2 separate regions of the Rattus norvegicus genome follow, and region 2 is linked to region 1. Evidence: chromatin contacts called from public Hi-C data. All regions are on one chromosome and are shown on one strand. Each heading gives the region's core, a stretch centred on a gene start, on an enhancer-like site or on the middle of the called end of the contact. The rest is flanking DNA. Distances are from core to core; before and after follow the strand shown. Region 1 has its middle 16 kb from the start of Heatr1. Region 2 overlaps Actn2 (actinin alpha 2).

Region 1 (3,092 bases), core at 395-2,894:
TCCCAAGTACTGACACTTCAAACACAGGCCTAGGTATTTGCTTATTTTTAATTTAACTCTTCCCATACTCTATCCCTTTTCCTGGAATCTCCTTTTGTCTATGGACCTAGCGTCTCAGAGCTCCTGTTTGGTAAGTCATTCTCTTGGCATAGGAATGTGACCATAGCCCACCCCTCTCGTGGCTGTGATTTTCTTTCAGCTGCCAGCATAATGTCCTTTGTTTCTTTGTTTGGCTTAATGATAATTTTACTTCTTGCTGTCATTTTGTTGCCTTTTTATGCAACATAGGCTGGCCTTAAACTCACTATGCAGCCTAAGCTGTCTTTGAACTCATGACCCTCATGCCTCAACCACCCAAGTTCTGGGATTAGAGGCACATACCACCATTACTACCAAAAAGTAGGTTTACCTTTTAGTTACCTTTACTGAGACATTGTTTACATATAAAAATTATGATAAAAACATCCACATTGATATTTTACAGTGTCCTGTTCTTAATAGCCCCTATGTTGTATTCATCTTCCTTGTGTATACAAAGGGGAACTTGGCCTCTGGGTATAATGATTGAACTGGTGTAGCCTTACACCACAATGTATATAGTTTAAGGACCCTTGATACATCTTTGACCTCTTTCACATTTCCCCTGCCTTTTCCCCTCACTGTGAGCCACTCTGAATGTGAGATATACTTCCTCTTCAAGACCTTTGTGCTTATTGTTCTCTTCTCTTAGCTCTTGACCATAACCTGGTTAGCTTCAACTATTAACTTGACACAATTATCTGGGAAGGAAGCCTCAGTAGAAAAAAATTGCCTGTGGGCATGTCTCTAGGGGGAGTCTCTTGATTGGTAATTGTCCACTATGGGTGGCATCATTCCCTAGACAGATGGTCCTGAACTAATGGGAAGGTTAGCTGTGTATGCCTCTAGCCAGCAAGCATAATTCTCTATGGTTCCTGCTGTACTTCAGCTATGAAGTGAGTTCCTTGGTCAGAGACATTGCTCCATAGAACATCAAGCAGGTCTGTACACCCACTCATTTTTAGTGAGCCCTGGCCTGAAGATTTCACAAAAAGCTACAAGTCATCGGCACTATCGTAAGACCTCTTCTTTTTCCTTTAGCACATGTCGCTCAATATGCTAAATGTACCTATCTGACTTGTTTACCATCTGTCCCTCAATACAAAACACAAGCTCTGTACGTGCAAAGATCCATGTCTGCCTTTCTTCCTGTGTCACTTCTGCAGCGTCTGGAACACAGACTGACAGGTATCAGGAACTCAATAATTATTCTTTGGATTTCATATCAATTTGACAAAAGCATTTCATTTTTCCATAGTACAATCCCCTGATGCTCTTCGCAGATTGACAAGATGGCACTAAATCACAGAGATGACTCACAATTCTGCCTTAATGCTTCAGCCCTTTTAGCAACAAGCAACAAGCTCTTGGTGCTAGGTGGGTAAGACAGAAAGAGCTGGGAAAACATAGGGGGATTCAATGCACAGTCAAAGATTCCACAAGGTCACTTAGAAGCCAATTAATTGGACCTCCTAAAGTTACTTTCAGAGCACCATCGGGTACAAAGGGGCAGCTTCAGAGAAGCCTGAGAAGACTGCAAGGTGCCAGAACCTGAAACTAGATCTGCCCCACGGGAAAGGCTGGCCCTGGAAGGACAGGGACAGGTACTTTGAATGCCAAGGGCATTTAGTGTATCTGGGAGGATGTTGTTCTGAAGACAGGGGAATCAGAAAGTGTTATAGGGGGCCCAGAGGAAATGACGTCATAACTCTGTTGGGAAGTAGACATCAAGTACTCACAATCTAAGATCATGCTTAGAAGACAGGCTTGTCAAAAACACCGAAAAAGAGGACTAAGGACGTAGCCCAGTTGGTAGAGCCCCTGCCTAGCATGTATGGGCGTCGGGATACAGTCCCTGTCCCTGCAGTTAGCAGGCGTGTTAAATGCACACCTGACGTCCAGCACTTGGGAGATAAAGGCAGGAGGATCAGAAGTTCAAGAATAGCTTTAGCTACATGGAGAGCTTCAGGCCAGCTTGGGAATACATGAGACCACAAACAAACACAAAAAGAACAAAAGTATTTGAGGGTGAGCTACAGGATACGGAAAATCGTTAATATAAAATTCATGTATGTAACAAATGACTCATGTGAGAATATTTTAAAAATTGTCCCAAAACAATAAACATATTTATGGGTGTATGTTTGTATATGCACATATACCCATATGTGTGTGTGTGTGTGTGTGTGTGTGTGTGTGTGTGTGTGTAATACAGAAACTACCAAAATGACCACTTGATTATTAGGGTGGAAGGTTTTATTGTGAGTAAAAGAGAGGAAATATCCAGAGACTTCTGGAAGATCCAGAGCAGAGAGAATAAAAATCAGATTGGACATGGCTAAGGTTAGGAAAATGGGATATGGGAAAGTCTGGGGTATAAGGAGGCTGAGTAGCTGTGGGGAGGGAAGTCTGTGAGCTGGAGCAGGCCTAGGAGTATAGAAAAGAAGTGGTGGGGATGGTGAATAGGGACTGCAGGAGCCTGGAAGCTAGCATGGGCTTCAGCATGCTGGTGGTGCCACAGTTACTTGTCACTGGAGAGCCATGTGTTTCTTCTGCCAGAAGCAAGGGAAGCAACTCCTTTCCTCAGTTAGAAAACAAGTTCCTGGGGAATGCTGGCTTTTAACAGACCACCAGAAATCCTCTGTAGTTCTTCTTGAGCTCATTTCTGCATTCTCCGAGACCTAATCAAACATGCTCAATTCCACACCAGTAGAAAAATGAGCAGAAACCTCAATGGTCATTAAAGCAACAGTGATGCTATCCACATTACAGGTAGCCCATCAATCAGAGCCACCATGAGGCTTCCCCACACAGGACCAGCAAGGCTGGAGCAAGAGACTGTCAGGGTCTCAAGGGTCTGAGAGTAGACCTCAGTCCTCTTTTTCCATCCTGGAAAAGAGAACAAGGGAGAGACAGACAGACAGAGACGGAGGAGAGCAGAGAGACAGAGAGACAACCATGATAGGAGCTGGGCATGGTAGCTCACATCTTTAATCCCAGCACTCAGGAGGCAG
Region 2 (3,092 bases), core at 212-2,711, 91 kb after region 1:
ATGTGAGGTTGCTCTGAGTGGCATTAAATTTTTCTTTAATTCAAAGGGCTCCCAAGGGACTACGCTCAGAGGTCAGACACTTTCATAACTGAGGCTTGGGCTCCATCCCCAGCACCAAAACTAAGCAAACACAGAGTCTCTCGGAGACCTGTGGGTCTTACCATCATTCCAGCAGTGACCAGGATAAATAATACTTTATTGATCCAGAGACATATTCCATGTGTTTGCACATCTTGGGATTTTTAGAAAGTGTATTTAATCTGAGATAACACTTGCTTCTCTTCAATCTTCAGAGAACCGAGAAGTTGCTAGAAACAATTGACCAGCTGCACCTGGAGTTTGCCAAGAGAGCTGCGCCCTTCAACAACTGGATGGAGGGCGCCATGGAGGACCTGCAGGACATGTTCATCGTCCACAGCATTGAGGAGATCCAGGTGAGGGGCTCAAGCTTGTCCTCCTTCCGTTAGTGTGTATTTGCTGTGTGAAGGGATGCTTTTGGTTCAAGTGTATCCTGTACCAGACGAAGTATTTATTCTGCGTCACCCTCTCTTATCCCCATATCTGCTAATTTCCATCCTTTTCTCAAATGGCCCCTCTTCTGTTTCCATTACACATATATATGCATATGTGTATGACTTAATGTGAGTATAAGACCTAAGGTTCTGGGCTAGTAAGATGGCTCTTCTAGTAAAGGCACTTGCCCCCCAGTCCTGCCGACCTGAGTTAAGTCACCAGAATCCACGAGGTGAAAGGGCAGGATTGACTCCTACAAGTTGTCCTCTGACCTCCACACGACATTCTATGTCATGCGTGAACACACACGTACAAAAGTAAAATGCACCTTTCTAAAAGGAAAATGAGGTTCTAGATTGAGGGAGACACTTGATGTTGACCTCTGGTTCCCACGAACACCAATATGCATGTAGCACACATGAGCACACCCATACAAAAGCACCTCCAAGATAGCACCTGCTCCCCGCCAACCCAAAGTGTTCTACTTGTATATCTCTTCAGAACATTCAAGTCTATAAATTAGCTTGCTGGCTTTAGTGTTAGGGAGAAAAGTTACTGTCAAGTGACCAGGACCCTGTTTATTCATAATCCATTTATGATGAATTTGGGCTACAATAGATTACAAAGAAAATATACATTTGTTTTTTAACAAAAGATATGTCATGAAGCCTGGGTTTAGTCAGTAAAGTGTTGCCTTGTGGGTACAAAGTCATAAGTTCAATTCCCAAGAATCTACATTTTAAAAAAAATTGGGCATGAAAGCATATGCTTGTAGTCCCAGACTGACCCAAAGAGAGAGCGGCCAGGCCAGTGAAAGTCCCTGTCAAACAAGATGGACCTCTGCCCTCTGGATACCCGTAAACACACACAAGGTTTACACTAAACGTCTGAACGCAGTGGTACATGCCTGCAATCCCAGAAGCTGGGATTGGAGAAGGAGAATCAGGAGTTCAGGGTCACACGTGACATTCGAGGCCAGTCTGGTTACTTGAGATCATGTCTAAAGATAAACGCGCATTTGATGCCCCAGTCGGATTGGTTCTCTGCACTGCCCCCTGCTGTAGAGTCTGATCACCGCACATGAGCAGTTCAAGGCCACGCTGCCCGAGGCCGATGGGGAGCGGCAGTCCATCCTAGCCATCCAGAATGAGGTGGAGAAGGTGATCCAGAGCTACAGTATCCGGATCAGCTCCAGCAACCCCTACAGCACTGTCACCATGGACGAGCTGCGCAACAAGTGGGACAAGGTGGGCAGCCGCGGGCCGGCGTGGGGGGTGTGGGTTGATGGGGGAGGGCAAGGCGGTCTGTGGGTTGGTGATGGGATGAGGGAAGGGTTATGCGGAAGGAAGGAAGGAAGGAAGACCTTGGGATGGAGGATGACCTAATTCAGCATCACCCTCCGACTTCCCTCCCTTCCAGATTTTATAGACGTGTTGAATGGTCCTGCTGTTTGGCAACCTCTGTGATTTGTGAAGAAAAACAATAGAAGTTATTTCCCTTAAAGAAAGTATTGTAAATTTTGGCAAAGTAAATATTGGTTATGATAGTAATACTTTCAGGGAAACATTTTAAAATCCTGGCCTGAGATGGCTCCTCAGTGGGTGAAGGCGTTTGCTGCGCAAGTCTGGGGCCCTAGGTCCAATCCGCAGAACCCACGTAGAGGAAGAAGGAGAGAAGAGAGCACACAGTTGTCCTCTGGTTTGCACATAAATGCTATCCTGCACACACACACACACACACACACACACACACACACACACACACGCACACGCACACACATACACGGGGGGGGGCGGGGGACACAGAGAGAGAGAGAGAATAAAATATAAAATAAACTTTAAAAACCCAGGCCTGGCAGGCCTGTAGTCCTTTTTGGGAGGCTGGAGATCAAAATTTCAAGGTCACCCTGGGCAACCAATCAAGTTTAAGGCTAACCCAGGTCATGACTCACATTATAGAGTGAAAAAAAAAGGTTGAGATGGGCTCAGTGGCAGACCTTAGGTTTAACAACCCCACTGAATAAAGTCAGGATATGGTGAAGTACGTGCCCTGCCTCCTTATGAAGGAACACATTTACAAGAGGATGCAATGGCAACCCGATGACCTTGAAATAGACCGGAGTGTATGTGTCGACCTCGAGACAGTTGCAGGGGCTCGCCTGGCATAGGGATGCCTGGTGGCTGTGTGGCAGTCATGGGTTCTACTGAATCCTGATGCCCACATCCATAGATGAAGGAAACGCTAACCTTTGATCAGGGAACATGAAAATAAAGATGCCACTCTTCCCCACATTCAAGCTCATGATTCTGCACTGTGGTCCCAGCCCCCATGGGCTTGGTGCCACAGGGAGAGAACTCCTCTTTGAGGAACAGCCCTTGGATAGACTCTTAAATCCCTTGACTAAGCTGCCCTTTCAGAGCTCCCTTGGTGTTATAAGGTAACAGTCAGGACTAGTCCCTTCAGCACGACTCTCTCTCCGCTCTGTTCCCCAAGCCTCTATCCTTGTCTTCCCTCTTTCCCCTTTCTCCCTCTTCAAACCCCAGTGGCTTAACATCTGATGGTGAGCCCATCCCCTGGCC

Evidence for each region. A called contact is a pair of places that touch in the nucleus more often than the background predicts.
Region 2: a contact with region 1 is called in a Hi-C map of psoas muscle, with 4 times the contacts expected there. The contact joins two enhancer-like sites. A contact is called at or near these places in 5 of 12 Hi-C or Micro-C datasets (Schwann cells, hepatocytes, liver and 2 more).

The regions. Positions count from the first base shown.
Region 1 is chr17:62,799,812-62,802,903 of GRCr8, forward strand. No RefSeq gene overlaps it. Among named protein-coding and RNA genes, the nearest start is that of Heatr1, 16 kb to the left of the region's middle. Within about 2 kb of position 1,645, at least 2 of the 93 cell types and tissues checked have an H3K27ac peak or open chromatin away from gene starts, as enhancers often do.
Region 2 is chr17:62,891,295-62,894,386 of GRCr8, forward strand. Actn2 (actinin alpha 2) reads left to right here. Exons shown (of 21, transcript NM_001170325.1): 14 at 294-434; 15 at 1,578-1,760. Among named protein-coding and RNA genes, the nearest start is that of Trnas-aga47, 9.6 kb to the left of the region's middle. Within about 2 kb of position 1,462, at least 2 of the 93 cell types and tissues checked have an H3K27ac peak or open chromatin away from gene starts, as enhancers often do.